Regions from separate parts of the Mus musculus genome. Here all the other regions are linked to region 1. The links are chromatin contacts, called in public Hi-C, HiChIP or PLAC-seq and promoter capture Hi-C maps. All regions are on one chromosome and are shown on one strand. Each heading gives the region's core, a stretch centred on a gene start, on an enhancer-like site or on the middle of the called end of the contact. The rest is flanking DNA. Distances are from core to core; before and after follow the strand shown.

Region 1 (6,272 bases), core at 1,860-4,359:
AAGTGTTTCAGAGTGTCTGGGAATGGGGTGCATTGTTGCCTTCCTGATCCAGGGCTAGGGTAAGCAGTGCAGACCCAGAGCAGGACAAGTCAGACCACTGGCTTCTTATACATAGGGGACTGTTTGTTCTTACATAATGAATTTCTTTTGTTTTCTTAAGTGTGTTAAAAAAAACATTTGAATGTATCTATCTATATACCTCATATATTTAAGCCTTTATTATTATTTTTGGATGGGGTCACCCAGCTTCAAGGGGCAGCCATGACAGTGGAGTGAGCTAAAGCAAATGCAGAGAGGAGCCTTTTGGGACAGAATACTAGTCACATGGCAGTCTCCCGCCTTCCTCCCTGTGTAGATAGTTCTTTGGCCAAACCTTGGAGACTCAGGACTGGACTTTAATTCACATGTGGTACTCCTGTATATCCCAGGTAAGGTAAATCAGGGGACAAATGTTGAGCTGCCTCCTGTCAAGGCTGCAGATAAGGCACGCATATCTTTAAATGCCCATTGTATGCACTGGACGACGACACTATGCATACAAACGAGGATCTGTTAAGCTAAAAATTAAAGCCTTGCTATAACACTGTCTCTGGCCCAATCAACGGTCAGTTTCAGGGGTTTGCTCAACTCTTTCTGAATCTTCTAACGCTGGAGAGAAAAGAAAACAGGGGCGGCAGGGTGGGGGTGGGAGGGGGGCATCCTCTGGTGAATAGCTTGCCATGAGAGCCCCACTACAAGCTGCCAGAACGTGCCTGCTGTTATCCAGAGCCTTCTAGAAAAAAAATATGTCAGCCTGAAAATCCTTTACTTTGGAATGCAGAGACTCTCAGGAGCTATTTATGATAATTTTTACATGATTTTCCAGCCTATTTATGGTAAGCAGCTTTATTAACAAACTGTCCACGGAAATATTCATTCAAATTCACAAACTTCAGAGAAAGCTGCTCTCAGCCTCTTGTCTCCCTGTATGGGACAGCAATGTGCATAAGTAGTGAAAAAGAGGCAGTAAGTCTTCCTCGGCCACAGCAGCCTATGACCCTGATGGCTCTGCTCCCACTTAGAAGCCTGGAGGGCACAGAGCTGGGGCTGCTCAACCAGTCTCTGAAACAGCAGCCACCTGGCTCTGGGGGAGGGGATTGAGCAATGCTTGTCTCTCAGCAGAAAACAGCTGAACAGTAAGACTAGAGAATCAACCAATCAAGCATGCGCCAATCAGTCAATCAATCAATCAATCAATCAATCAGTCAGTCAGCTAGTCAGTAAATCATCTTATTCGAGCTTCTTGTTAGGATTAATCCGTTTTTGCTTTTGATTTGCCAGCTTTTGATTTTGAACAGAGATGTTCAAAAATATTAAGGAAATAAATAAATACATACATAAATACATAAATAAATGGATAAAGGGGCAAAATCAATTCAGCAAACAAAATCTATCCATTAGCCAAGTGCATGTTTTCTAGGCTTCCTGAATGGGTTCCCTTCCGCATCCGTTTGTAAACATCTATCCTTTGAGGACCAGGGAACTACCTTTGGCAGCAATCCAGCTGAGAAGGCTATTGCACTTTCATATCTAAGGGCTCCTCTCTCAAGAGGGCTGCGCCACGGAAGCCGAATGTTCCAGAAAGATCCGCAGGCAGGTCTCCAGACCTTGCAGATCCCGGAGCAGAAAGGTTCTCTCAGACATTAGCATGTAGGGAAAACACCATCAGGCTATTGGCTCAGCTGGGAAACTTTCCCATAAACTGTCTTATCCTCTGAGAGCCCCAGGGAAGCTTCTAGCTTCTTTTCAAGGAGTTGTGACTTTCCTTGAGTGGGGGTGGGGAGGCACATTTACAGGAACCCAGGCAATTCAAGAGGGGAAACACACGGACTAAAGCTTGAATCTCCAATCAGCTTGTACTAGGAGGCTTCGGGGCATTCTTGGATAAACAGACCGGACTACTCTCTTGGGTTACTCTCCCCCGCCCACCCTCAGACCCCGAGTATAGTCCCGAATCCATAGTCCTTATTGGGCTACGTTCTTCCTGGACAAAAACCTAGGTACCCAACTCCAGAAGGTGGTGCCTGGTTTCATCTCTGCAGCCCGCGGGTCGGCTTGGCTTGAATGCCCAAGGTCGTGGTTGCAAGTAGTCCCTAGACCCGGGTGAGATAGATAGACAGACCCGGATGGGGCAAAAGGGGGTGTGTATCCTACTTTTACCCAAGTTACTAGTTTCATACAGAGGGCCACAGTTTTGGAAGGCTCTTGGCCACAGTAGACCTGCAATCTTCAAACAATGATCATAAGCTTGACCCTAACCTGGGCCGCTGCCCCTGTGACTTGTTTGTGCCGCATCATCCCTGAGCCTAAGTAAAAGGGACGCCCGGAGTTCCAGAGACCTCTAAGTCCCAGAGCGCTAACCAGTCGGGTTGAGCGCACTCCATGATGAAGCCCTCCTAGCAGCAGCTTTGTCGGACCCCTGCCTGGCCTCTGTATCCCACGTCCGGACAAACCACTGGCAAGAAGTGATGTCTGGGGCTGTAGCAGGTGCTCCCCGGAGACCCCAGCAAAGGAGAAACCACAGAAACCTTTCCTCTCCGTGCGGAATTCTGTGTTCTAAGGCGCCAGCTAGCCGGCCACCTGTTTCACAGAGAACGAATTTGTGGGGGGCCCAGGATGCCACAGCAAAGACCCAGACGTCCCTCCCTTCCAGGACTGCCAAAACCGCACACCTCAAATCTAAGTGCGCACACCCCTGCAGACCTACCACCCTCCAGTGGTGGCTTATTTCTTGGTGTCGCCCCTCTTCCCATCAGCCGGACCCTGTGCTGCCTCCCCCATGCCCCGCTCTTCCTAGGACCGCGCCAAGTACCTGCGGTGAAGATGCAGAGGGCGATGAGCACCTTGCAGACCATATTACTCTGGTGCTCGGTACCGAGCTGGATGCGACTAGAGAAGAGTTTCCTGGGTCTGACCAAGTGCTTCGGGGCACCGGCAGCTCCTCTTCGGACCGGGTGGGCTACGGGAGGAGCGGGGACGCCAGGCGCGACGAGTCCAGGCAGCTTCGGTGTCTGGCGGCGCAAGGCGAAGTGGAGGTGGCGCGGAGAGTCAGCTGTGTGCCCTGCGGCGCCAGGCGCACTTCTGCTCCATCCCAGCTGCCTGAGCCCAGGGCCCGCCTGCGCCGTCGCCAAACCCCTCCCACCCGGCCCTCCTGCGAGGACAGGGCCACCCCCTGGCCTTCTCTCTCCTGGCGCACAGGTCCCAGGAGTCCCGGCCCAGAGCGGCCTCTGCTGGACAGCGGGAGCTAGACTTGAGCTTTTAGTGGATTCAGCCACAGCTCAGGGAGCTTTGCACTGTCCTGGAAGCTAAGGCAAAACAAAGTGTGAGTGGGTCCCTGCCGTTAGGTCGCTTATGAAAACTCCTTACCCTTAGAGAGGCGACCTCGAGGTCACCTCAGAGAATCAACACATTTCTTTCCAAGTATGGGATGAAGACCTTTTCCCTTCATTTCTGCAAACAGCCTTCTGTGTACATTAAACTCTCACCGCACTTCCTGGTGCCTATTCAACTTCCTAGCCAGAAGAAATACCACTATCAGGTGATATATATGATCCCCAGATAACTGAACCAGCCGTCTGATTAGTTACTATGCTAAAGTTCCTTCTACTAACCCAGAGACATAAACCTTACTATTTCCCAGGTAAGAAATCAAAGGCATTAGAAATTAAGGAATGTGTCATGTTCATATAGTTTGTAAGAATTGTTTGTACATCAGGCCTATGAAAACAATGTAATAATAATAATAAAATAAGTTTTATGTAATAATAATTAGTGCTAATAAACAATAATAACAGATAACAATAATTTCTGAGAAATGGCAATAGGCTATGTGTTGGACAATGTACATTCACATACTACCCAAGTCATTTACTTCCCGTAGTATCCTCATACAGGCAAGTATCCTCATTTTCTGGGTAGGAAGTAACTTTAAGTTTAAGTGCTTGCCCAGGCCTTATAGTTAGGGAAGGGTAATCAGATCTTTTTCACCGGGGGCTCCTTCTCCATATTGAATGCCTCCCCAAAGATCAGGGCTTCTCCAAAGTGGAGTCAGACCTGGCCTTTCATTTCATTCTTTTTGCGCCCCCTGCACCTCAGACATTCATAGTCCTCATACGGGCTGCATGCCACATCCTTCAGCTTGGTGCAGTCTGAACCTGGTGGCCCCTGGTCACTAGAGCTGACAGTTGTAAGAGAAAAGGGACCCTTCCTAAGGCATTGGAACATTTGGTGCCCTCAGCAGCTCTGCAGAACTGTTTTCCTGTCGTTTGGTGTGTCGTCTTCCATCTTGTAACAGGACCCGCTCTCTCTCAGCCTGGGTTCATCACTTTAGCAGCAGCCAGGCCAATTCTCAGCCTCACCTCGCCAGCACCACTCCCAGATCTTGGCAGTACTTTCGCAATAGACTACACTGGGCTCATAATTGTCCTTCTTCTCTATACATGTACTGATTCCTGTCGGTATAGGAAGCAAACGATACTGCAAGCAAAAGCTGAACTGCCTCTCCTGCTTCCCTGGTTAGAAGAACTGGCAGACGCAGAGTCTTAAACACATTCCCGGAAGCCTTCTGGCCTCATGTCCTTCCCGTGTCTAGCCAACCTGTGTGATTAGGAAGCTTGTGGACATCTGGGCTTTGCTTGTCACAGAGTCTGCAACCACACATGGATAGAGCTTGGTAGTGACACTCTTTAAGGCTGGTGCTCTTCTTTTTAATTTTTAAAAAAAAAGTTTATTTAATTTTTTTTATTCCCCTCCCAGCCCACCCTCTGACTGTGCCCCATCCCATACCTCCTCCCCATCCCCCTGTCTCCAGGAGGATGTCACCACCTCCCCCTCCCCTCCACCAGATCTCTAAACTCCCTGGGGCCTCCAGTCTCTTGAGAGTTAGGTGCATACAGTCCTCTGCTGTATACATGTTGGGTCCCTCATATCAGCTCATGTATGCTGCCTAGTTGGTGGTCCAGTGTCTGAGAGATCTCAGGGGTCCAGGTTAGTTGAGACTGCTGGTCTTCCTACAGGGTCGCCCTCCTTCTCAACTTCTTCCAGGCTTTCCCTAATTCAACCATAGGGGTCAGCAGCTTCTGTCCATTGGTTGGATGCAAATATCTGCATCTGACTCTTTTAGCTGCTTGGTGCGCCTTTCAGAGGGCACTCATAATAGGTCCCTTTTTGTGAGCACTCCATAGTCTTAGTAGTGCCAGGCCTTGGGACCTCCCCCTGAGCTGGATCCCATTTTAGGCCTGTCAATGGACCTTCTTTTCCTCAGGCTCCTCTCCATTTCCATCCCTGCAGTTCTTTCAGACAGAAACAATTATGGGTCAGAGTTTTGACTGTGGGATAGCAATTCCATTCTTTACTTGATGGCCAGTCTTTCTGTTGGAGGTGGGCTCTACAAGTTCTCTCTCCCCACTGTCAAGCATTTCATCTAAGGTCACTGGTCTCTTTATACAAACTGATTTAAGTTAGTGACTCTGGCAGATCTAAAGGTTTTTGAAGATGACATTACAGAAAAATTTACCCATTTGAAATACAACAAACTTCTCTCTAGTGTGCAAAGCCTGTGCCCTCTAACCTTGCTGTGGTGATGCTTGGCTGATTCCCACATGCTAACCGGTTATGATTGCCAAGGATTTTAATTGTATTGGAATTGAGCTGAAATAATTTCTTTTATTAAAATCGTTCATTTTGGTGGCTAATTAAAACTTAAATTGATCAATTTAATCAAAGCATGTTTGCTGTTCACTAGACCTTAAGGTTGGCTGTGGAAATAGATTTTTTGTAATATCCGGGGTAGACTAAGTTCTACTGCTGAAACAAGTAAACGATAGGCAGTAACAGGTAATTTATCATCCAAGTTTCCTGCAGCTCCAGGTTACTAAGTCAGGTTAGTGACAGGCTTGTCAGGGACCCTGTGTTATACCAGTATATGAACATCTGCTCACATACTTAGTAAGATGGGGAGGAGAGAAGGGAAAAGATTAGGTGCACCATTTAAACGTTATGCTAAGAAGTGACACTATATTACTTTGTCTATAGCATGGCTCAAAATTCTTTTTTTTTCTTCCAAAGAAAGTTTTATGTGACCCCACATATATAACATAAATCAAACATTTACTAATCATAATCCATGAATATATTTATTAAAAACAATTCTCTGGTTAAATATAGTTTTGCTGTTTGTTATAGATGAAAGCAAGGTAGCATAGAAATGGCACAGGTTTGTAGGCTTAGATTTT
Region 2 (6,272 bases), core at 2,643-5,142, 480 kb after region 1:
TGTATTGAGAGCGCCTTGAAGCCAAGGCTTGGAAGCAGCAGTTTAATGTCTACATTCAGTTTGGAGTGGCCTGGCTGGGACTGCCCCATCAGAGCTGTGAGTCACAGATGAGTATCCGTGTGTACAGACACTGCTGGACCTCCGCAGTTGAAGCAATGCATAAGAAAGAAATCCCAGATGCATATTGGTATCCAGCAGATCATATTCCAGAAATAAAAATCCCTACCAATTTATACGATTACAAGAGATGTTTCCCCTTTGAAAACCTAGCTGCAAAGCACTCATGCAAACATCTAACATGCATACGTCACTGCTTTGCCTGTGGTATGCTGAGGGCAGTGTTCATCCAGGTCTTCTAGCAGGTCAAAACGAAGGGCCATATTCATTGGTCAGCACTCGAAAGTCTTTCATATCATTATACCTGTATTTTCTTGATCACGTTGAAACTTGGACAGCTGTTTTGGAGCTGGAAATTGTTATTGCTTTGAGCTTTTGTTAAACAAATAAACAAAGGCAAAAAATCCAAACAACAAAGTTGAGTCTATGTGACAAGATGAACCTTATGAAACCTCAAAGGAGCAAAAAATTATGTACTTTCCATATAAACCTTTGAGTGAATCCTATGATCTGGGAGGAAGGAAATATTGCAGTCACAACTGATGCATCTATAGTCCAAGGTCACAGCTAGAACTTCCATGTCTGGATGGACTAAGTGACTCTGCCTTGGTTTGACTTGGAAATCCCCCCAGCATGCATTTTGAACACAGTCCCCAGCTTAAGGGGCTCATTTGTTAATTCAAAAGATTTTAGTTAGTAGGTGGGCTCTGGGTGACAAAAGTGGGATGGTCCTTTGGACCAGGCTGCTTCTCTTGTGTTCTCTCAGTAACCCCGAGAAGAGTCATAACCATGTGCTCTGACCACCAACACTGCCATAGGCACACTCACTCCTGTAGCCATGCCCTCTCCTCCAAGATAGGCAGAAGTTTCTCTGAAACCATGGGTCAAAATAAACCTTTGCTCTCTTATGGTGCACTGCCGAGTATTTTGTTCTCCGTACAGCTTGCTCATCCTCAGGCAGGCTACTACAGTTACGTAGCTGGTGTTTCACAAACCTAAGATTTCATTCTGCTAGTTTGGGAATAAAGTCTGAGACAGAGATAAAGTGGCCTCTGATAAAGAATGCTACTAAAAATTCCAGGGCTGATTTTTCACTGCTCTAGTTAGTTAAAATCCCGGCCTCTCCTTTAAAGGCCATACCTAGTATTGAAGGTGATGGAATATTCTGTTTGACACCTAAACTTAGGTATGCAGAAAAACACAACCTAAACCTTTACACACGGCAGAGGGAAATGGAAAAATCTAAGCGATCTTCAGAAAGGGTGCCACTGGGATGCAAAAAAACAAACAAACAAGCAACTATCATTTCTGGCAAAGTTCTATATATTGCCTTAGCCCTGCAAAGGCAAAACACTGGAGAATGGATGCTTGCCGAGCTCTAAGAAGCATCTGATAGCTAGCATGCTTACTTACCTACCACTCAGGAAATTGGGACTGGTACTGCCCTGCAGAAGGGGCTGTCTGTCCAGCACACAGTTCCTGATTCTGGTGCTTGTGGTAGCTATGGTATTTGCATAATTTCAGGCTCAAGGCAGGACAACTGATGGCACCACCTCTCCTGTCTCCTATAGACTTCCTTTAGTCTGATGGCACCATCTTTCTATTGAGTGTTTAGGGAACTCTTAACCAACTTCTTGCCACTAAAACAAGCACAGGTTAGGCTAATTTCCTCACATTTGAGCTGTGAGTCAAACCCAGGCTCAAAAGTGTTCCAAATACAAACTCCATTACTAAACCCCACCTTCTAGACCAGTTTGGGCCAATTTACTGCCAAATTTGTTGCACTGAATAAAAATCATTTCTCCATCACTTGATTAAACATTAACAGTTTTCTCAGAGCATAAGAAAAGGGGTAGGTGAGTCGTGAAGAGAGTAGGGACAACTGCACCTCCGTATTAGCTCAAGAAGTCAGCAATGAAGGGCGGAAAATATGTTACGTTTGTTAGTTTACTTAAGAAAATTCTGCTTGCAAGGTCTTCTAGTCATTTATAGCTTGATAAAGGAATGAACAAGCAATATGAGAACAGGAATTTGAATCCACAGTAATAAGAGGCCTTGGAATTGTGTCCTTGTGACTTTTACCAAAATTTGGGTAGATAAGAAAGTTAATGACAATTCCATGGGAGAGAGCCAACCCCTGTCACTATTAATGATACTCTGCTGTGCTTGCAGATAAGAGCCTAGCATAGCTGTCATCTGAGAGACTTCATCCAGCAGCAGATAAAAACAGATGCAGAAACCCACAGCCAAACATCAGATGGAACCTGGGGAGTATTGAGGAAGACTGGGAGATAGGAATAAGTGAGCCCAGGGGTTCAAGGACACCACAAGAAGACCTACCGAGTTAACCAACTTGATCCCATGGGAGCTCATAGAGACTGAACCACCAATCAAAAAGTATGCAGGGGCTGGACCTAGGTCCCTTACACATCTCTAGCAGATATGCTGCTTGGTCTACATGTGGGTCTCCTAACAATTGGAGCTGGGCTGTCTCTGACTCTGTTGCCTGCCATTGGATCTCCTTCCCCTAGCTGGACTGTCTTGCTATGAACAGATGTCCCAAGGTGAAGTGGTATGCAAGGGGAAGGGGGTAACAGGAGGAGGGATTTATGAGGGTGAGACTGGGCAGGGAGGAGGGGCGCTGTGTATAAAGTAAGTTAATGAAAAACAATTGACTAATATTATTAAGGGTAACAGTCGAAAGGAGGAGTTAATAAAGATATTTATATCAGTTGTGGGGCATGGGGGATGGGAGAAGCTGGTGTCAGGCTTTGAACTGGGAGGTGACTTTAGCAGGCTAACTCGCTGAGAAGACACACCCAGCATGTATTGTAGCAGGAAGCAGCTAGGGATGTGGGCAGGGCAGTGTCTGAGTCATCAGCTGGCACCTTGCCAGCTCCCAGGTGAGTGTGGCTTCTCCTAGCAGGTACATTCCTGGGCAACTCTTTGATCTGAGGTTTTTCTCTGCCCTGTGAGGTTTGCAGTGCAACAGGGCCCTCTACAGGCCTCCTGGTAATTAAATTAAGATGAGGAAAGACCATAACACTAATCCAAACAACCAAGTTGGCAGATTTAAAGGCTCCTAGGAACCTTGAATTGGCAGCTTAAGCCCTGGGGGCCGGTAGCTTTGGAGGATGCAAGCATTCCTAACCACAGCTATGCAAGACAGTTTTCTGCCTTCTCTTCACTAGAAAATACCTTGGCTTCTAAATGTGGGCTTGATGTAAAACAAACACATGGAAGCCAAAGGAGATAATGTCTGTGGGTGGGATCCTCCTGATAACTCTCAGAGTGTTTTTTTATTTTTCTTATAGCCATTTAATAGAATTTCATATCCAAAGGACTCCATGGAGTTAAGCAGCCCCAGGACTGCGTGAGAAGCCTTGTACCTAGAGTGACACAGATATTGTTTTTATATCTCAAATTGTTGCCTTAATCAAGTCCATCAAAATTTAATATTTTTCTCTAAGGAACAATTTGGATAAGGGTAGGACTGAAGGTAATGGAGAGGAAGACGGGGTCTACTGAATTCTACTGACAGCTTGGATGCTTTACTTCTTGTCTCTGATCACCAACCTCAGTCAAGGGCACCCATGGAAGTTAACAGTGCCAGGTGACACTTGTCCACAGATCAACGAGGAATATTCTCAAGTGATCCTTTTATCCCTTGAGTCTTGAGGATAAGCCAGGCTTTGTTTCCAGTCTCCAGTCTGTGGACTCTCCTGTTGGCAGGCTCTTCTCTCCTGTTCTGGCCCCACCCTGACACTGGTATGCACATCTTAATCTGAAGATGACAGTAGGGAATTTCTGTGGTTGGTCCATGACAAAGGCTATTATGTCTATTATAAAGAAAAGAACTGGTTTTCATTTGTAGATCACTTGGCCACCTCTCTAGGTTCACCAAGAATATGAATTTTCCATACCCTGTCGGGAGAGATCCCCTAGGCTATGGCAAAGAGAAAGAGCTGAATGTTGTGTGTCCTTGAACAAGTCTGCACAATTAAATGTGTGTCTGTTGGGTTAATTAAAAGCCTTGGAAATGATTATAAATGGCAGTGCTAGGACACTAGTATGCTCCCTTGATTTGTTAAAGAACTTTATATTGATTCAATACCTTTGTGCAAATTTAAAAGTATAGAGATGCCATTCTTTCCAAAAAAAAGATCTACAGCATGATTTGTTGTTTTTAATTTTTAAAATTTTGTTGACGTTGTTGTTGTTGATGTTGTTGTTGTTGATGTTGATGTTGTTTTTGTTTTTTGTCTTTAAGACAGTCTAGATAAGTAACCCAAACTGGCCTTGAAGATTTGAGATTGTCCCTCTGCCTTCTAAATGCTGAGATTACAGACCCACCACTAATCCTGGCATCTCATTAGCCACTCCCTGAGGACAAGCCACATGGTTAGCTGTAGCTACTTGCCTTTGATCTTAACTGCATTTCAATCTACATACATCTATGCTCCTGTATCTGAGGCACAAAAACGAGAATGAAGGGCCACAAGGTGTTGAGATAAGACTGGACTGAGCGAGGCTGTCCAACTCCTTATCATGTAATCGAATTCCTACCCCCGATGAGCTGTTTCTTCGGAAGCAGCAGGTATTCCCTCATTTAGGTTATGGAGCGAAGTGAAATAAAACAACAGAACACATTTTTTTAAAACACGGGTCTTCTCAAGACTGGAACATGGGTCGCTAGTTGCTCAGAGTCTCCCAAGGTCACCGATTGATTTGAATAATTAACAGAACTATCATCCAGAACTTGAAAAGTATGCTCTTCAATGTGCTACTGGATAGATCTGTGCCAAAGGTTTGGACAGAAATGTGGACTCACCCAGCTTAGCAATGCCAGACTCTGACAAATTCAATTTCAACACTTCCACTGCATCTTGGCAGAAGTTCCTATCTGATGTCATCAGTCAATGATGTAAGGTAGAAAGAGTGGTATTTTGCAATAGGGCTTCTGGTAACCCTTCCCATATGTGTGGGTTGCAAGCTATCAATATTTATATCACACGCAAGATAGCATGTAACATTTTGTAACGTCAAGAAGTTAGTTGGTTTATTCACAAGTCTTTGGCACACGAGCACTGTCCTTGTGTTCAACATCAACAATTTAAATTGTTGATGTTTGTCTTATTTTCATAAGACATTGTTTTTCAATTAAATATAATGAAGGAAAATCTTACTGACATCACCAAAGTGAATATGTCAAAACTGAAGGATTAGATCTGTATGGTGGCAGGAAATTCTAAAAGACGGGTCAGTTTATAATTTCATCCTATGAAAACATGATTATAGGAAAAGTTAACTCGGGATACAGTGACAAGCTGTTGTAAATCATTTTTTTTTGTAAAGTTAATAGCTTTGTATGGGTACTATTACAGGATTTGCGCCACCCCTACCATAGTCTAAAGTACATAATGAAGTACTTATGAATGTGGCTGACCAAAGGATGTACTCTCACAGAACTGACATAGAGGCAGACATGGCAGGAGGCAAAGGCAGAATGGAAGGAAATTCAATTTCTTGGACTGACTGGTTTTGTCACAAACACCATAAACACATCACTGATGATCCACCTACATAGCTGAAAACATAGTTCTGAGGCAAAGGTTTTATTGAGTTGTTCGTCTCAGAATCTTATTGTATACGTATTTCAGCTTTTTGTATGTGCACAGATGTTGCCAGATGTCCCTTCGGCTCCATGGGTATGTCAGAGAATCTTTTCTGAAAAGGCAACCCCTGTTGTTAGATCATAAGAAGCTCATAATCAGATAACTTTCATAAATTCTAGTCTAGGTTTTTGTGTTGTTTAGCTCGGTGTGTTTTATAGTGTTAATAAATAGCTCTCTGTGAGTGAAGAAGATTGAATTGCGTGTTACTGGTTTTCGGAGGGAAGGGGTTGTTTTGTTTTGGTTAACATTTTGATTTGATTATCTGGAAGTCAACTTCTGATGTTCTAATTTGAGGTTATTATGTCTGAAACATGTAAGCACTTACAGACAGTAAATGTGGGTGACCATTTACGGTATCTCTTGCCTTTCCTCAAGAGGAAGTCCTTGGTCAACTGAAAGTAGGCCTGCAATGTTTCTTCCTGGACTCTCCTCAGCTTTTCTACCTCTTTTGAAATGCTCAGGAAGAGGTAGCTTTCTAGG
Region 3 (6,272 bases), core at 2,816-5,315, 420 kb after region 1:
GGTGCGTGCTTATCAGTGCTGGAAGTGAGTTGAGCTCAGAACCTTAGGCTTCCTTTCTGGTAGTGTTACTAATCTCCCTAGCAGCTTATGTCTGCTACTCCATTCTACTCAGTTCTCTTAGTCCTGTGTGTGCCTGTGAAACAGCACCAGACTTAGTTTACTATGTGACCATAATCTCCTTTTAATTGATTTCTTTTGAAAGCTGACTCAAAATACAACAAACAAAAAGGGCCATATCCTGCTCATATTATTGTTGATCTTTGGAAAAGCTATCCTGAGCTACCAGAAGGATAATTATTGGGAAAGGGACGATTATATGGCTGGCTGGATGGTTTTATACATTTCACCACATGAGTTACAGAATTTCCTGATACTTGAGAACCTATGGAAACAAAGCAAGAGTTGTATGTTGGTGCCTTCCCCATCTCTATGGCATGCCTTATTTCTATGTACTATCTTCATGATGGTCTCCAAACCTCTCTCTGTTTCCACCATATACACTCCAGCTTGCCATATGGGATGATCATATCCAGTAGTGTTCCAGGGTGTGCATTTTCCCATCATTCTGTCATCTCAAGAAAAACCTTCTCTAGATAGGACAACCTTCCTTTCATGTGACACACAGCTATGTGCTAATGAAGTGGACTGTTAATACATCAATGAGCTCTCCCTCAGAGACACCAGTCTTTCTGTTGTCTTCATTCCAACAATTGTAGAAAAGGAAAGCCTTTTAGCTCCCACCAGCCTGGTAGTTAGCATTGTTAACAGAATCTGCTAGCTCTATGAGCAGATGGCCTTACAATTATGCTTTATTCCAAGAAGCACTGCCAGTCAGGAAACCTCATCTTGAAAATGTGCCTGCACTTTACAGAGACAAAGGAAAAGTGTGACTGGAAAGCGAGTCAGCTTTGCCTGCTGCCAGGTGGAGTTAGGTATCACGGGTCTCCACATGTGTCTTCAGGCAAGTGTTTCATGGTCTGTCTTGCTTTACTTTGGGGGCGTATTCGAGCATCGATCATTGTACAGTAAGAGTGACTCATCAAACATGTGCATGAAGCTGCTTATATACTCTCCATAGCAGTTAAAAAGGAAGTAGTCAACCAGGATGGAAGAACCACAGATTCTATAGGCTGATGATAAATAACAGTGTTGAATGCTTCACAGTTAATATTAATTTTGGCAAAGAATAGGGGTTTGTTGGGAAACCTAAAGGTTAAACGAGGTTGAAAGTATGGCTGACAAAACTTTTCTAGTAAGTCTCAGATGACTCATAGATCCAGAGGCTGTTGGATGTTGAACAATATCAAAGAGGACGGTGACATAGAGTGGTCCCAGAGCAGTGCTAGGAGCTCAATATTTGGACTCCCTCTTGCTGGCAAGGTCATCTATCCTGCTTAGGCATTCTTTCACCTTTTTTAGCACCTACGTCTTTGGGATTCCAGTACAGACTTAAGACCAGCTGCAGTTTTTAGAACTGAACTCTTGACCTTTCCAATGGGAGACCACCATTGTTGGACTAGCCTGACTATCTCCACCTCCTGTAAGCCACTCTACTAAAGCCCTTTCTGATATAGACATATGTATATATTTAAAGAGAACCCAGACTGGTAAAAAGTCTTAATTTCAATTTTTAAAAATCAACTTTTAAATCCTAAAACAGTTCTGAAAGTTCATTGAGCTGTGAAGGAACCATTTATCAAATCCTCAGATTTTTTTCTGCTAACTCTCTTGGAGAATTGTCTATTGAGTAATATGGAAAGTTCTGTGGAGCATAGATAAAATTAGCTTTTTTTTTCTTTAAAAAGATTGATTTAAGATGGAAGAGTACATCTTCTTGTGTGTGTTTCTTTAGTCAATTGTGAAAGTTCAGTGTTAATTGTAGAAATTTGTAAAATACATGAATGTTTATAAAATTGGTATTCTCACAATCCAGAGGTAATCAGCATTAAGCCTATTTGTGTATATTTATCTAGCCCTCCTCACTTTCTTTCTGTCTCTTTCTTGCTCATTTTTTCTCCCCACAATAAATCACAAGCTTTTAAACAGCAGGAAGACACTCCAAACTGAAGAAAGAATTTGTCTATGAGCTGTGTAGAATGAGGAAGCCAACATCTCTTAAACTCTTTCCACTTAAAAATTCTTTTCTGTCCAAGAGATTTTTTCCACTTATTAAAGATGACAACAAATGTGCGTTCTAGAGAATTGAAGTTGTTCTTCACATGAAGAATTAGATTTTGGCTGATTGTTTGATACAGAGCATTTGCAATAATTCTCTGAGTTTACCAACATTTTAATTTTATAATCATCAACAACGAGAAGCTCATGTTGCATTCATATGTAGATGATTGGAAGTTCCATATTAACCCCAAGACGATGTTCGTTTAATTATTTTTTAGTTAAACTCAAAGCAAGAACACAAGCAGTGATTTTTCAAAGTCAAACATCTAACCCAATACAATGCCAAGATAGACTCATTTGATATTTACATGCTGTGAAATGACAATGGAGAGTATTAAATATCCTGTTTTCCTGTAATTAAACCATTATATTTATAAGCTTTGTGTTTATAATAAAACACTGCCATTAAATAACATAACACAGTCTCTCATCTGGCCGAAGTGTTTCACACAGCAGTAATGGCTCTAAGTGACCTGATGCTTTGTGAAGTGCCAAGTGAGTCTGTTGTGTGTCCAGAACTAAGGCTGCCACAAAGTCACATGATGTCACCTGAGCAGACACTACCAGAAACACTTTGGGTTCCTTACACATGTGATGTTGGATTGACTTTTGCTGGCTGTGCCTTGAGAGCCTTTCACTGTTGCCATCTGTTTGAAGCCCCACAGTCAGTTTTTTGATCCTCTGTCACAACCCACATTTGAAGAAGCTGAGTGTTAGCCTATCAACAGCCTAATCTACAGCCCTTGTCACCGGCTGTCTGAGAATTGTATCAAAAACCAAAATTGTACATGTTATTGTAAATAATTTACTAGCTATTGATTCTGGGGAAGTAATTAGAGATTTTGCTCTAAGAGAAGCCATTAAAATGCCCATACAATTATGGAAAACTGGAAACAGTCTATACACCCAGCATGGTCTATCTTAAGTGTAAAATGTCATTAAAATGCTACTAAACGATTTCTAATGTCATGTGAAATGCTGTTGCTGAATGATGAAAACAGAGTACAGCATGGTGCACATAAAACAGCCCACTTCTGTGAAAACTTGGCTGTTAGACAAACAAAAGCTCACCCGTCAAATGCTCCAGGGCTACAGATCAGCATGTTAATACTAGCAGTTTGAAGGTGTCAGAATTAAAAACCAGGGAACTTTTACACTTTTACTTGACAATATTTTGAAATTTTACTGAAACAAATCTTGAAGCAAGTATTTATAGAATAATAAATTTCTGGAAATTTTATAATTATAATAAAATATTAGTTTAGCATGTATTTTTAAGGAAAGATGCCTAAGCAACAATATATTTTATGAAACACTCAGTTTCTTGTGCGTGCGCATGTGCGCGCGTGTGTGCGCGCGCGTACACACACACACACACACACACACACACACACACACACACACCATATACCATAACTGCTCTACAGTGGTACAGAATTCAATTTTGAAAGCTACACCTAGGAAACCCTGCAGCTGTGCAGCCTCTGAGATTTGTCTCCTATGAAAGTCTCTCAAGCCTGAAGTCACGGGTAGGACAGTGTGGCAAAAATAACACAACTGGTTTGACCAGCATTTATAGTAAACCATTCTTCTGTCGTATATTACATTGGCTTTTTCTCTACGTCAAAGACTTCAAAATAATTCAGTTTTCCTCTTCATGATTTAATTTCCGAGGTTGGTTTCTCCCATTATTTTAGGGCTCAAATTTCTGATCCCGTGGAACTGAATTCCAATACTCTTTCTGTCATAGTCTTAGTTTGGGATTTTATTATAACCTAGGTAGTTACTAGTAAGGCAAAGATTTTATCATGTTGGCCATAAAGGGTAAATTCTTCTAGTATGTATCATATAATGGCAAATGACCAGGAAAGCAACACACATTTAGCTATAAAGTACTGGGGATTAGGTCCAAAACTACAGAGCACTACATTGGAGGGTGTAGACCTGCTGGAGAGTTGTAAATGACACAAATTTAAAAGGCAGAAAGGATGGTGGATGGGCATTTTGTTGTTGTCTTGTCTCAATAATAACAGCCAGCTAAGATTTATGTCCATTAGCCCAAACTGTCCTCATAGTCCAGTGTGGGTGGAACTCCCAATAGGCCCAGGAGCTACCACGGCATCTGGAGTGAATGAAGTTTCAATGCAGCTCCTGTGCATGTTCTCCAGGTCAGCCTTCTGTTCCACTGCCCAACCCATGTATACAGAGGCCCTGCCCACTGATAAGGGGCTCATTTATATTCCCACAACCAGGTTCTCCCACTGTAACCTAGACGGCATCACACGCACGAGCATGACTCACTCGCTTCACTCTCTTTCCTGAAACCCAGGGAGAGAGCCAGCTCTCAGTTACCTGGGACAGGCGTGTCAGAGACCAGGGGAAGGGAACGAAAGGTGGCTTTCCCCCTAATTTCTATCTATCAATAATTCTCATCTCTGATGTTGACTTTTCATGTCTATCAGCATAAAGGATCCCAGGAAAAACCGAGGGTCTGCCAGTGCGGGGTAATCTATAATGGAACTGCTAGCAGCATGCCATTTGCCCTCTGTGATGCTGGATAAGGGTGTGTGTGTGTGTGTGTGTGTGTGTGTGTGTGTGTGTGTGTGTGTGTGTGGTTTGTGCGTGTGATGCATTATGTATGTATATGTGTACACATATACATACATAAATGGTTAGCCATTATCATTCCTCATTCTGGTGCAATCTGGCCTCTGCCTTCTCATCAGCCAGAAGTACTCTCCCAATCACAGAAAATGCAGAAATCAAACCAAGGATGGCCTTTTCTCTTCCTGTTCCTTCTCCTACTTGATTTTGAACTTGACTGGCTATTGTGGAAAATCCTGGAATATTGTTCTGTCCCCAGATTTATATCATGTTTTCTTAGTTGTCTTCTTGTATACGACCTTCAGTAAGTCCTGCTGATTTAAAGTGTTCTCTATCTACATCCCAAGCTCACTGTTCTTCATTACATACACCACTGCTCACTCTCACTGCTATCTTTGCCCTAGATTTATGACAATTTTTGGTGCAATGAAAATGCCCCCAACTCACTTCTCAGGTTTGGTTCTTAGTTTGGTCTGTTTCCACAAGGCAAATAGACTATTGTCTTTTTGAAATATAAATTATATTACCATCCTATTTATAATCCTGTGATGATTTCAAACTGATTTAAAGTTTTTAATAAAAGACAAAGTTTGTATCTCTTAAATTTCCTACTTGACCACACATTTCATTTTTTTGCTACTGTTTTTCTAGAGCATTCTATGGCCTACAACTCATCACATTGTCCTTGGACATTAGAGCTCTTACTATTCCGGTAAGAGCAGTAGGAAGACTTGGATCTATAAGTAGGTTTGCCCACATCTTTCTCTTCTCTATGGCTGTGCTCATATGTTATCTCCATAGAGATGATTGTCTAACCAACTCAGATAAGGAAGACCCAAGTCACAGCATGCTATGTATTGCTATCTTATTCATCACTATGCAGGAATACCTGGGTATGTTATGCTTGGTTCCCACTTCATCTATGGAAACAATCACCTCATAGGATGGTTTAAAGGGTATAATGAGTTATATATTTAAACGCTTAGTAGTGACTAGTAAATGTTTACCACTAATATTGTTATGAGTATGTATTTCTCTATTCTCTCACTAGAATAGAAATTCCAAGTTTTAGCTTTTATTGCTCTTCCTTAAGATGTGGTGTACATAAGATGTGTAGAGCAGTCTCGGTGTTTGAATGAACTGATGAATATTGTTTCTCTCATCTTCAAGATCTCCATTTCCTTTTCTATCTTTTTTTGGGTTTGGGGTTTAGTTTGTAGAGACAGGGTTTCTCTGTGTGACTCTCACTACTTTGAAACTAGCTCTATAGACCACGCTGGTCTCAAAGTCACAGAGGTCTGCCTGCCCCTTCCTTCCTAATTCTGGGATCAAAGGTACCACCATCAAGGGTTCCTTTTCTTTACCAGCTCCCCTTTGGACTCCAGTGTTTACTTGCTTGTTTTGTTTTGTGTTTTCCATTCTCTCCATTCCCTAGAAATTCTCTGGCTTCAACAGTAGCTACTGTAATGAGGTCCCCACGAAGCCAGTGC
Region 4 (6,272 bases), core at 1,731-4,230, 380 kb after region 1:
TCTGTCTTAAGAAAAGGATAACTATTAGGAATGTTTTAGGAGTTGACTTTAAGAGAATTAACAAAAGCTAAATTAGAAGTACTGTTAAATACGTGGCCATGCAGTGTTTCGACAGAAAAGTTCTTTTGATCATTATAAAGTGCAAGTTAGAGTAAGCCCTCTAGGGGAATTGTCTTAAATGAATTATCACTACATTTTATCAGATAGATTAGAAGTCTAAGCCAAATAATAGTCACTGTGCTGAAGTGTTTCGACAGACAAGATACCTCTGGGTATTTTAAGCAAACAGCCTTCCAAAAGAGCTCCAGCAACTGTCTCAGCTTTGTACATGTGTCACCGCAGTTCTTTCTAGGTGCTAGCCTCTTGCTCGCTCCAGAAGTTGACCTCCAGAACTGTTAGTAACTTAACACACCTTTAACAGGCTGCCGGACGCCTTGATGGTCCAACCTAATCCCCTTTCCTACTACAAATATTAAAAAATAAATAAATAAATTGAAAAAAAAAAAGATTGAGAAGCAAGGTATTGTCATAGAATGCTCACCAAGGGAGGTTTATCCCTGTCTCTGCCTCTGTCCCTCCTTCATTCCTCCTCCCCTCTGGGAGACTCCATTGGAGGAGGAGGAGGAGTCAGGGAAGCTGCTAGGGAAGTCTTAAGAGACCTTAATGAACTCTGATATCACCTCGCCCTGCCTCCAAGATCTGACTTATCAATGGCCTCTTCTCTCCAAATGACAAAGTAAAATGAGAGTGGTGAGCTTTTATCTCTCAAAAAACAAAACAAAACAAACAAACAAACAAAAACAAAAAACGTTATTTAAAAAAAAAAAAAAAAACATCTGTCTGATAGGAGAGAAAAAACAAAACAAAAAAACAACCAAACCAGGGATCAGTAGTTTGGATAAAAATAAAATCCACACATACATCTTTAACATTTCTAGGGTTCGTCATTATTCCTTCTGACCCCTTATTTGTGTTAGAATGCAGTTATTTTAAGTCAGGTAGTGTGGGGGAGGGGACACAAATGTTGAGCTACAAGGCTCACAGGAATGGTTAATGACGACCTATGCTCCCAGAATGGAGGTCATGTCGCATATTGGAAAAGACCATCATCCCAGGAGTCAAACAGATTGAGGTTCTGAATCTGACTCAGTTGCTTGTTCCCAGAGGCGGGAAAGGGGGTAGGGGGGCGGCACACAACCTTTCTGAGCTTCAATTCTTGTGTAAAATGAGCACAGTTATGTCTATGTACCAGAGTTGCAAACATTAAACATGCACATGAGGTTTTGATGAATGCCTTGGACTTTCAGGATGCAACCTCCACGTGGCTCTGAGGACTCGCAATAGCCACGCCTACAAAGCCTTTAGAAAACTGAGCCATCTCCCTTCTGAAGCCACTTTGCAGAGGTAAAACCCGCATCTCACAGACAACGCTTTCCTTGTGCCCTCCACTCACCTCTGACTGAATCATCTATAATATAGCCGGATATTTGTGGTTCATTATCATACTCCTCTGAGTAGTCGTAGTCCCCTGTGGAGAGTTCACTGCCAGAAGGCATTTCGCTTATGGTGGAAACCTCTCTTCCCACAGAAAGCTCAAGTCCACCGGCACTGTGGTCCCCAGAAAGCGATTCGCCTTTCCCTGAGCTGGGGTCATTGAGCTCCAAAGCAGCTGCATAATGGCCTGCAGGGACGGAGAGAATAAGAAGAGATGAGTCGGATACTTCTGTCTCAGTAAGTGAGCATTGCTGTGTAGACATGTGTGTCTCCTCATATCAAACAGTTACTGCATGTGTGCTATTGGGTGTTGGGATTTGTTTTTTGTTTGTTTTGTTTTGTTTGACTGAGTCGCTCATAGAAGCAACTTCCCAGTCTGCCAAGAAGCAAACTCAGTTGCCCAAATTACTGAGTTTCTTTTATCTGGGTTTTCTTTTCCAGATCGCCTACATTAATTTCCACAATTGGATAAGTCCTGCCAAGGCAATGCCCCCAGAATCACGTAACCCGCAATGTCTAAGTGGCCTACACCCTTCGGGTCTAACTTGGGTGCGCTTTTCCAAAGCTTTCCTGCCATCTTTTGACCGGTACTGATACATTTTAACTCTTGTTTACAGCCATTGAATCTGTACATAAGATGCAAAAGGTAGTGCCAATAGTGGCAAAGAGCAACGGTTTTTACCGTCTTTATCTATTATTATCACACAGAGAAAAGGTTCAGAGCCGGGTAACCCCTTGGAGGAGTCCTGAGCTTCAGTCCTTGATTTCATTTTAATTCTTTTTTTTTTTTTTAATATCAAGACAGCATTTGGCAGCGATGCTTTCAACCTCTGAACACTTTGAGTCTGCTTTGGAGAGGGAAAAATAAAATCACTAGACAGAAGAATGGAGACAGAAGGCAAAGAGCCCTCCTTCAAATCCTCCTGGATTAACTACTTTTGTAGAAACTACTTCACCTGCCTGGACCTCAGTTTCCTTAGTTATCAAAGAAAAGGGTGGGCTAAAATGACCTCTTAGGTTTCCATCAGCTGGTCCTTGGGTCATGCTAGAGACCTTGGGTCATGCTAGAGACTTCGTCTGCTTCTCTCACCCTCCTAGCATGAGCAATTTCAGGGGTATGAGCTAAGGGGATCTGCTCCCTGACGTTTGGGGAATGTCAAGAGGCAGCAGCATTCAAGGGGCAACAACCTGAGAGGTGGCGGATGCTCACCTGAGCCTAAGACCAGCAGCAACAGCACTGAGCGCGCCAGCGGTAGCAGCGGAGTTCTCATTGGTTCCACCGGCCGGCAGCGTCTCGGTCTCTGCAGCAACACGACAGCGGCTCCGGGCGGCGGGAGCAGCGGAACCACGGAGCAGCGGGCGAGCACCGGCGCAGGGAAGCCCAGCCCGCCGGGCTCCGGACGGCTGGAGCGGCCAGCGCCTCAGGCTCAGCTGGAGATGTCCGGGCGGTGGCCGCGGGTCAGAAGGGAGCGAAGGAAGCGGGATCCAGGGTGCGGCGAGCACCTGCTGCTTTTATAGACCCGCTGGAGCCACCGCCCGTGACGTCACGGACCAGCCCTGGGTGGAGGCGGGAGGTTACTACTCCAAAAACCCAGCTGACGCGGGAGGAAGTGGGGATCGAGCCCTGATTACGCGGGGAGAAACTTTCCCACTCGCGTTGTGTTTTAAGTTAGAGTGGTGCTGAGGAGCTGACAGCCCAAAGAAACTCTTTGCATATACATTAACAGGACAGCAGGCCGGGACATTAAGTACCAAAGTCCCATTTTAGGATGTTTGTGGAGCTTTCAGAGCAACTGTGGCTTAGTGATGTTAGCCCGAAGACTTTGAGGAGGATAAACGAAGCGCTAAAGGACTCCTAATAACCTAGTTATCAATCAGACACCCTCCCTGCGGCCTTCCTCTCTGCAGTATTTGCTGGTCTTTCTACTCGAATTACACTTAAGGTTTTAGCTGGGCGTGGCCAGACAGTGGCACTTAGGGAGACTGAAGTAGAGGTTACAGGGAGAAGTTAACCTGAGCTGTATCATGAGACCAATAATAAGTTGCTGGGGATAAGTGTGCTCCCCTATTTTACAAACCAATAAAAGACAGATGTAAAAAGCAGAAAAAAATGAATTAACTCAAACACACATTATGTAGATTTGATTCAAATTAGTTTGTCACTGAAATCTGCCCCTTGCAGCTCTGATAAAGAGATTGAGGGCTAAACTGACCTTTAAGAAGAGGGTTGCTGGGCAGAAGAAAGTTTCATAGAAAAGGAAAGTTGTCAAGATGATTTAGGTGTTCAAATTGGAAGAATCCAGGGAGGCCCTCATTTCCAGCCTGAGAGAGAGCCCTAATGGGGACACATCTGCGACTCCAGCACCCAGGCTAGAGGAACTTCCAGGCCCACCCAGGCAACAGAGCAAATGTGAGGGGCTATTTGGGCTAGCAGAAAGACTGGTGTGTGTGTGTGTGTGTGTGTGTGAGAGAGAGAGAGAGAGAGAGAGAGAGAGAGAGAGAGAGAGAGAGAGAGAGAGAAAGGAGAGGAGAGAGAAAGGAGAGGGGAGGGGAGGGGAAGGGAGGGGAGGGGAGGGGAGGGGAGGGGAGGGGAGAGGGGAGGAGAGGAGAGGGAACCGAACCCCACTGGGGGCATATTTAGCTGCAAAGGAAGTGAGGGCAGTTACTTCCCCGAACTCTCATGCTCTAGTAGCTCAGGACACGCAAACTTTATATGCCCCAATACAGGGGAACGCCAGGGCCAAAAAAATGGGAATGGGTGGGTAGGGAAATGGGGGGGGGAGGGTATGGGGGACTTTTGGGATAGCATTCTAAATGTAATTGAGGAAAATAGGTAATAATAAAAAATATTAAAAAAAAAAAAAAAAAGAAATGGATTTCTCTTGGCTTAAAGAAAACAAGACACACTTTCTCTAAGCTGTTTCCTGCCCTTATCCACGACCCTCCCTGACTGAGCTCCCCCAATCAGCCTTTTCAGGACTATTGGTTTTAAACTCTTAGAACAAAAACATGGGCTTTTGGAGAGGAGATACAGAAAAGTCCTGAACTGTGCCCTCACTTCTACTCAGTGTTTGGTGAAGGAGTACTTTGTGTAAACTGTGCTTTACTTTTGTGTGGGAAATCACCAAGAGGGAGATTTAGTGAGCAGCACCATGTTTGTTGAGAGCCCAGTCGTGTGGGCCACATATGATTAAGTAAATCTACTAAATCAGATAAAAGGGATTGATTCACAGTACGCTGGGAAAGGAGGCTGTAGTTTAATTTGGCCTGTAGGTATCACAGACAGCCCTGTGCGGGAAGGGAAAAAGGCCCTGGGAGGCCTTCTGAGCAGGAAGTTTGGATAGAAAGAAGGTACGATTTAGGGCGGCCACCAATGGGGATGAAAGATGCTCCCCATCCGTTCTGGGGTAGAAAAAGACCCTGTCCATTCTGTCCTTGCTGCTGCTGCTGCTGCTGCTTCTGCTGCCAGCACCTCCTTCTCTTCCTCCTCCTCTTCCTCTTCCTCCTCCTCCTCTTCCTCCTCCTCCTCCCCTTCCTCCTCCTCTTCCTCCTCCTCTTTTTCTTCTTCTAGATGAGGTGTCTGCAATTGAGGATGATGTAGTCTTGCCCACAGAGCTCAGGCAATCTGCTTACAGGGCTACATACATTCCGAGTCTCACAGGTTTCATTTTTGTTGTTGTTGCTAGCCTAGCTCTGTTCCGTTCTATTCTATTCTTGTTTTCTTACACTCCTTTAAACGGAATTTTTAATTTTCAATGAGCCACTAAATGTTGCTTTTATTTACAAGGCACAATAACTTGACTTTGCTCAGAATGCAGCTAGATCTTTACTTCCTATTTTCTTAATTATCCTTTTTCTTATATTTATCATTATTTTATTTTCTGTGAATGGGTGTTTTGTCTGCATCTCTATTTGTGTACCACATCTGTGCCTGTGCCTTGTGCCTAGTGCCTACAGAGGCCAAAGGAGAGTATTGACTCCCCTGGAACTGGGAATACAGACCTTTGTGAGCTGCCATGTGGGTGGTGGGGGTTGTGTATGGGTCCTCTGCAAGAGCAGTCAGTGTTCCAGCCCCTTACTAGGATCTATACAGGGTTTGGATATTTGTCATCAGAACCAACTTGCTTTCTGTTTGAAGTAAAAGTTGGCTGTTTCCATGAGAATTCCTTTGTCACTTCTGACTTAAAATCTGGGAAGGGAGCATTTACATGTCTGCCATATAACCTAGTCACAGGACAGAATAGTTTAGTTCTTGGAATAAGTCTAAGTTTACATACATAAATTCTACTTCATGGTAAATTAGATAGGATTTTAAGATCCAAACTTCTCCTCTGAAAACAGGTGATGTGTTTATAAAAAGATAAAGAGAAAGGGGATTATGTTCTATGGGGGTGTGTGGTGAGGTATGGGGGAAGGGGATGTTTCAGTGGGCACATGCCAAGGCATTCCTCTCCCTGATGGACCAGCCACATGACAGTATAGTATAGAATAGAGTTTATTCAGGGCATGGGAGGGGAGTTAAGAGGGTAACAGAGGCAGAGAAAGGCAGAGAGGGGGGAGGGGAGGGGAGAAGAGAAGAGAAGCCAGCCATGAGCACCTGGGGGGGGGGGGGAGAGGGAGTGGGGAAGGGAAGAACAAGGGAGCAAGAGACCAAGAGAGCAAGAAAGGAACAAGAGATCATGAGATCCAGGAGGAGGGAGCAAGCAGCCCCTTGTATAGTGGGCCAGGCCCACCTGGGTATTGCCAGGCAACTGTGGGATGGAACGTACCTGGCTGTT
Region 5 (6,272 bases), core at 2,069-4,568, 300 kb before region 1:
CTAGAAAGATTCTGAACTCAACCTTTGAGCAGGATATCCTTTTTTTTTTTTTTTTTTTGCAGGCAATTCAATGACAGTAAATAATATAGATTTTATGTATGTATAAAATGTGGTGTGTGTGTGTGTGTGTGTGTGTGTGTGTTAAAGAGAGATAAGTTTAGCAGTCTACAAGGATGGGTTTAGACCTTAGCATGTTCTCTTCCATAACCCTGTGTTTCTAGCTATGGTGTTTGATTGTCCCTAAAATGGGCGGGGTGCTCTGAACACGTGCCTCGTGTTATTAGCTTGGAATGTTATTTAAGATGACTTGAACTCATTTTCTTCAATTTGTTCTTAAAGTTTAATGCGTGTATGTACAAATCTACTTGCTTCTCGAAAAGCACGAGTGTGGCCCTTTCCAGTGCTCATTGCTAAGGGAATATTTTGGCTCACTGGCTTGTGGCTTTGAGTGTAAACAGGATTTAGAGCGTCAGAGTGGCAAACCTGTCTGGCATATCTGCCCATGCTATGTATATGGCCCTCTGTTCCCCCCCCCCCCCCCCCCCCCCAGCCTCAGACTACATGGTTCTGCACAATAGCTTAGTTCACTTATCCACAGGACCCGGTCAGCTAATTCAGCTTTACTCCCTGTGACCCCTCACTCTTCAAAAAAAGTTTTATATGTTTATAACCAAGGCTAGGCCTTAGCATTCCCAGGAATAAGATGCGATTCATAGACACTGACCTGCCTGGATCTTAGAAGGTCACAGTGTGTGAACTGCTTATAAGACAGAAGGCTAAGCAGGAGTTCTTAGCTTTAAGACTCAACTCACTGTTGGAACTCTACTACACACTATAGGTGCTTACAGTGTCTGTTGCTTCTATGTCTTAGACTCTAACAACAAAACCAATCACGTCAGCCAGAGATATACTCTATACCACCATGCTAGTCAATAACTACCAGGCTGAAAGATGTCAGCATGCTGTTCTACTGTAAAAGCAGGAGCAAGGGCAGTTTCTGCTTACACTGTATCTCCAGCTGGTAGGTCCAGTGTCAGTGACAACTTACTGATGTTAGTGCTGTCTGTGGCCGTGGGAAGCTGGGGCACACAGCTCTATGATGTCCCCCTGAATAGTTTTTCTGACATTTCTCTCTATTTAGATAAAGCTGGGTTTCTTGGCTTCAACACAGAAATGATTTTTCAGGATGAGCCATTGTGAAGCAGAATTGGAGTTTATCAGGAGATTTTTTTGGCATAGATTTTGGTGAAGAAGCTAACAGAGAGACATAGCTGTGGACTTCTCACAGCAGCTGGATACCTACTGCTTTGGTAGGTGCTGAAGTTAACCCCAGGGTTTCTGAGGGATCTTTTTCTCTTCTCTTTGATAAATGAGGTCAAACGAAAGTTCCTGAGGATGTGTTGGGTGGGGTTACAATTTGATCAAATAAAACAATGATCTATAAAGGTTGCACAAGAGGTTGGAGAGACATCTTTTATGGTAGAGGGAGTGACTGGTGATGAGATTCCTATAAAATTGCAGGATCATATCAGGAAAGGGAGAAAGGCCAAGTGTGCTTAGGCCTTATGTGGTCACTGATAGTTTATTCTTGTTTGAAATTCCCCTGCGTATAAGAGACGGTGCTGCTCCGCAGGCTGCCTTCACAGTGAATTCTGTACATTGTCCTGGGATTTTTGACTCTCAGATTGTGAAATGCTTCAAGCAGACCACAGGGTTGGGGACTCCTTTCCCTTCCTGTTCCCTACCAATGTTCCCCGTCTTTCTCTCCTGCCTCAGTATAAAGTAGAAGGAATGTGGTGTACCACGTGATGATGGACTGTTAACTTCTGTTAGCCAACACACAGGAGATGCTCAGTGGCTCTGTATTTTAATAACTACACGGTGAACGGGTGAATAAATTATTTCCTAAGCAGGGCTTTAGACCTTAAGAGGAAGGCATATTAAGCTAGATATTACTATTATTTAGTGGTTTGTCAAATGATGGGCATCTCTTACTCTCTTTAGAAATGTGTGGGAGCTGGGGAGTAGGGGGGGTAGATGCTGTGTGCTCTGTCATGGTCATGGCTACAAAGTGAGCAGTGACCCTTCAAGTTTACTAGAGGAATAGCCCATGCTTGTGATGGACAGGCCAGAGAACACTTTCTCACTAGCTAAGCCACTTAGTGAGAGACAGGAGTGAGAAGGGAAATATAAATACCATACCACAGGGATCCTGGCCTTCCGGAGTAGTGACTGTATACCCACCCAGGATCACAGAGCGACGTTGGTTGTCTTTCAGAGAGAGATGTTAGGAGATGAGAGGAAGCCAGCAGACCACCATGTTCTTTTCTTTTTCTTTTTTTGAGCAGAGGGAAAGTAGATTCTTGCTTTATTTATTTATTTGTTTATTTATTTCTTTTTTAGCAACTTTAAAAGATTTTTTTTAACCTTTTTTTACTGTCCAGTTGTTATCTCCCTCCCTGTCCACTCTCTGACTCTCTTATCCCATACCTGCTCCCACCCCTACCAGTCTCCAAGAGGATGATCTCACCTTCCACCCCCACCCCACCAAATCTCCCCATTCCCTGGGGCTTTAAGGGTTAGGTGCAGTCTTCTCTCACTGGGGCCAGACCCAGCAGTCCTCTGCTGTATGTGTTGGGGGCTTCATATCAGCCGGTGTATGCTGTCTGGTTGGAGGCTCAGTGTTCTTTTCAAAGCCTAAAGAGGATCCAGCTGTTCTCTCTGCCGAGTTTCTCTTCTTGGGCCCATGAAAACTGATACCGGAGTGTTTCGCCACTCTTTTGTGTCTCCAGGCTGAAGGAATTGGTGTTTTATGAGACCGAGCAAATATCTTTTGCAACAATATTGCCTCGGATGATGTTAAATGAAGATATTCTCTCTAACATTAAGAGTGTCGCTCACGACATTTAGATCAAGCACAGGCTAGCTGTAAAAGCCTCCTCCAACGTCGCAGACACCAAAAACAAATGGATCAGAAGAGCCTGTGTTCTTGGTGAATCTTTCTTTCCTAAGGAAAACACCATTTTTGAATTCAGAAGGCGGCTGATTTTATGGACCATAAAACACTCTGATTAAATTACATAAAACTGAGTCCTGGCTTCTTATTACATAAAAAAGATGATAACCATATTTCCCCTTTCACTTTATTTTAAAGACTGGTAGGAAACGAAGCAACCCCCATCCCCGCACCTCAAAAAAGATAAAACCAACTTTACAGTTAAGAATACCACAAAGGAAGTGCTTAGGATGAAGCAGAGGGTGCTGAGAGAGGGTGTGTACTACTGCAGGAGTGAGCTTCTGAAAGCGCTGAGCCACAGCCCTCTCTAGAAGATGCACAGGGTGCTCCGGAGGCATTTGGATTCTTGGATTTCATCAAGGCTACAACAAGTTCAAGTCTCAGGGGCTTCTGTGTAAATATCACCGTCCCCTAAAACCTCTTCTTGACTGAATGTATTTCTTGTTCTCTATCCTAATCTGCTCCCATGCTCCCTGTCACCTTTCTTTGTTTCTAAGATGCTAAAAACTTATCTTATCAGCTCTGAGTGGCCCTTTCCTTAACTAATGTGGATGGTATTTTATTCATCTCTGGGCCTCTGTGGAAGATCTCATCTTTTCCGGTCTGTCTGGACTGTCTCCCAAGTATTATTTAGCCTCCTGGTAGATTGCATTCCTACAAGACTCACTCTTCCTCTTTCAGAAGGAGCTTAAACAGTGACTTTAAAATGCATGCCGATGGCCAGTTTTGGGACATTAGGATAAAAGTATACAATGTTTTAATGGATAGGTTGCTAGTTGAAATAAACATGTAGAGATAGACAGGAAATTATATGGGCTATCTATATTTTTTTAAAAGATTTTTTTCCCTCCAAAAGCACTCCAGGCCAGACTATAAAATCAAATGAACTGTTTAAAAATAATGAGAATTTATTAGGGCATTTGTACACAAGATAGAGATATAAAATATAAATTGTTTTTCTCTGTTGTGGCAAAAATCATCTGCAAATGGAAATAGAAAAAAAAAAAAAACCAACATTCCTTGTTCAATATCTACACAATACTTAGCAGTAAAGATAGCAAAATGTGGGGCCTGCGTAAAGAAACCATAAAATTGTTATTGAAAGACATAAAGCAAAAGCTGAACAAATGGGAAGACACATCGCAGTCCCAGAAAGGGAGGCTCAAGACCAGTAAATACCAGGCCCACCAAGACATGCAAACCAGAGAGTGTGTAATACTCAGTAAAACTCTAAAATGAGTGTAATTTTAGGATTAGAAGAAAAAGGTCTTAAAATTTATAGGGAAAATACTTATGCATAGAGGAGAAAAACCGAGAGAAAAGTCACTGAAAGTAACTGGTTTTCAAATATCAGGATATAGTACAAAGCAAACGGATGGAAAAGATCCCCCCTCTGCCTCCCAAAGACCTGGCTGGATATCCAATATTTACAAAAATGTACCTTCTGATGACTATGCACACTAGGGTTCCCTGAGGGATGAAATAATCAAGCATTGCAATTCGGGAAGGCGGGGAAAGGAATATTATTTATTAAACATTTTATTTACCTCTGTATTATTAATTACACAGAGGGAAATAATACGAAACATCCCTCACATTAGACACACAAATGCCTTCCAGTTTCAGATAAAAGTGATAAAAGTTAAAACATGGATCTTCTATGAAAAGAACTTGAATGGGGATCAAAGATTTAATTAAGATTCATAGCACTCACAAGTGAGGGCACCAATGGGCAAGAAAGCTGGGACAGAAAAAAAATTGAATTTTTATTGGAGAAAGCCTACAAGTTAACATGAAAATCTGCAGAGCCTGGATCCCAATTTAGAGTCAACAGCAAGTGGTAAGTGGTTCTTTTTCTTGTCCTGAGGGCTGAAGGACATCGAGGACATACACAGCCACAAGCATGTCACATATGACAAAGTGCTCTAGTGGAACAATTAAGGATATGTATTGCATTTTGTTTTTCCAAGTTTTGAATATTTTTCATTAATATCAGTAGAGCAATAAATTAGGTGTAGACAAGAAAACAATGTAAAAAACAAAACACCTTCAAGAAAAATCTAAGAGCTATCTACATACCTCTTGCAGGAGAAAGGAGACTATAAACAAGATTTTATGTTTGGAACCTACTGACTCCCAGACTTGGGGCTAGGAAGATGGCTCAGTTTGGGAAGTGCTTGCTAATCAAGTGTTAGGACTGGAGTTTGAATCCCCAGAAACCATATAAAATTGGGTGCAATATTGTGGGTCTGTCATCCCAGAGGTCCCATGACAAGGTGGGAGGCAGAGACAGGACAATCTCTGAAAGCTTGTAGCCAAGCAAGCCCCACGTATGTAGTGGGGAACAAAGAAACCACATCCTTCAAAAGGTATAAGGCAGAGACAGACACATAAGATCGTTCTCAGATTTCCACAGGCATGCACTAGTATGTGTGAATGGGCGCCCATTCACATACATGATCACACACATGCACATACACATGCATGCACATATACACAAAAATTAAAACCATAAGCTATATGAAGCTGAAAAAAGGTTTTTATATAAAATATAGTAAGTAAATCAACAAATAAGAAGTCAGTTTGGGGGGCTGGAGAGATAGCTCAGTGGTTAAGAGCACTGACTGCTCTTCCAAAGGTCCAGAGTTCAAATCCCAGCAACCACATGGTGGCTCACAACCATCTGTAATGAGATCTGATGCCCTCTTCTGGTGCATCTGAAGACAGCTACAGTGTACTTGGATATAATAATAAATAAATCTTAAAAAAAAAGAGAGAGAAATCAATTTGGAAAGAATTCTATAATGCAGAGGAGACAGTAAGGCTTTCTATGTGAAGGGTTCCTATAGACTGACCAGAAGATAAACACTAGGTGAAAAAATAGACAATGAGTTTTACAGGAAATTGAGGGAGGATAAAAGATGGTGTTCACATTTACAACAGGCCAAGGAATCTCAAAGCAAGAACTGGGTGGCCAAGGTCTGAGAGTGGCCCAGGCTCTCAGATGCCATCTGCGCCTTCTAGGCATGTGGATCAGAACCTCACATTTTGCTGTAGAAACAGGAATTACTATAGCTCTTTTGAAGATAAATGAAAGGTGTTGTTAAAATAAAAATACATATATTTCTGGGTCCAGCAAATATTACTTGGCAGAGGTGGTCAGAAAGAGAAGCAGCAGCCTAAGGATATGAGTTAAGGGTGTTTGCGATAATGTTAACTGGGCAAAAGCAGAGACAGGAATGGGTGTGCACCATTA

Evidence for each region. Promoter capture Hi-C pulls out the DNA fragments that hold promoters and counts their contacts. Hi-C and Micro-C count contacts between places; a contact is called where the count stands out from the background. HiChIP or PLAC-seq counts read pairs in DNA pulled down with a chosen protein or histone mark.
Region 2: a contact with region 1 is called in a promoter capture Hi-C map of liver, with 3 times the contacts expected there. The contact joins the enhancer-like site here to the promoter of Parm1 in region 1. A contact is called at or near these places in 5 of 39 promoter capture datasets (the 3T3-L1 cell line, hippocampal neurons, liver and 1 more), 1 of 484 Hi-C or Micro-C datasets (epidermal suprabasal cells) and 1 of 9 other capture datasets (adipose tissue).
Region 3: a contact with region 1 is called in a FOXA1 HiChIP or PLAC-seq map of pancreatic cancer cells. The contact joins the enhancer-like site here to the promoter of Parm1 in region 1. A contact is called at or near these places in 6 of 39 promoter capture datasets (the 3T3-L1 cell line, embryonic stem cells, hippocampal neurons and 2 more) and 1 of 115 datasets of contacts at active chromatin or transcription factors (pancreatic cancer cells).
Region 4: a contact with region 1 is called in a FOXA1 HiChIP or PLAC-seq map of pancreatic cancer cells. The contact joins the promoter of Areg here to the promoter of Parm1 in region 1. A contact is called at or near these places in 1 of 39 promoter capture datasets (embryonic stem cells), 1 of 115 datasets of contacts at active chromatin or transcription factors (pancreatic cancer cells) and 1 of 9 other capture datasets (liver).
Region 5: a contact with region 1 is called in a Hi-C map of the G1E-ER4 cell line, with 2.0 times the contacts expected there. The contact joins the enhancer-like site here to the promoter of Parm1 in region 1. A contact is called at or near these places in 10 of 39 promoter capture datasets (the 3T3-L1 cell line, Sertoli cells, cranial neural crest and 5 more), 4 of 484 Hi-C or Micro-C datasets (the G1E-ER4 cell line, the HL-1 cell line, LSK cells and 1 more), 8 of 115 datasets of contacts at active chromatin or transcription factors (T-cell acute lymphoblastic leukemia, acute myeloid leukemia, craniofacial prominence and 5 more) and 3 of 9 other capture datasets (adipose tissue, embryonic stem cells and liver).

Annotation. Positions count from the first base shown.
Region 1 is chr5:91,514,537-91,520,808 of GRCm38.p6, reverse strand. Parm1 (prostate androgen-regulated mucin-like protein 1) reads right to left here and starts at 3,109. Exons shown (of 4, transcript NM_145562.2): 1 at 2,852-3,109. The coding sequence starts at 2,894.
Region 2 is chr5:91,035,566-91,041,837 of GRCm38.p6, reverse strand. No RefSeq gene overlaps it. Among named protein-coding and RNA genes, the nearest start is that of Epgn, 11 kb to the right of the region's middle. Within about 2 kb of position 3,892, at least 75 of the 459 cell types and tissues checked have an H3K27ac peak or open chromatin away from gene starts, as enhancers often do. A contact at or near this core is called in epidermal suprabasal cells and liver, where this site is marked.
Region 3 is chr5:91,096,569-91,102,840 of GRCm38.p6, reverse strand. No RefSeq gene overlaps it. Among named protein-coding and RNA genes, the nearest start is that of Gm19610, 25 kb to the right of the region's middle. Within about 2 kb of position 4,065, at least 23 of the 459 cell types and tissues checked have an H3K27ac peak or open chromatin away from gene starts, as enhancers often do. A contact at or near this core is called in pancreatic cancer cells, where this site is marked.
Region 4 is chr5:91,136,307-91,142,578 of GRCm38.p6, reverse strand. Areg (amphiregulin) reads right to left here and starts at 2,980. Exons shown (of 6, transcript NM_009704.4): 1 at 2,705-2,980; 2 at 1,454-1,681. The coding sequence starts at 2,765.
Region 5 is chr5:91,811,542-91,817,813 of GRCm38.p6, reverse strand. No RefSeq gene overlaps it. Among named protein-coding and RNA genes, the nearest start is that of Gm36303, 36 kb to the left of the region's middle. Within about 2 kb of position 3,318, at least 36 of the 459 cell types and tissues checked have an H3K27ac peak or open chromatin away from gene starts, as enhancers often do. A contact at or near this core is called in the G1E-ER4 cell line and LSK cells, where this site is marked.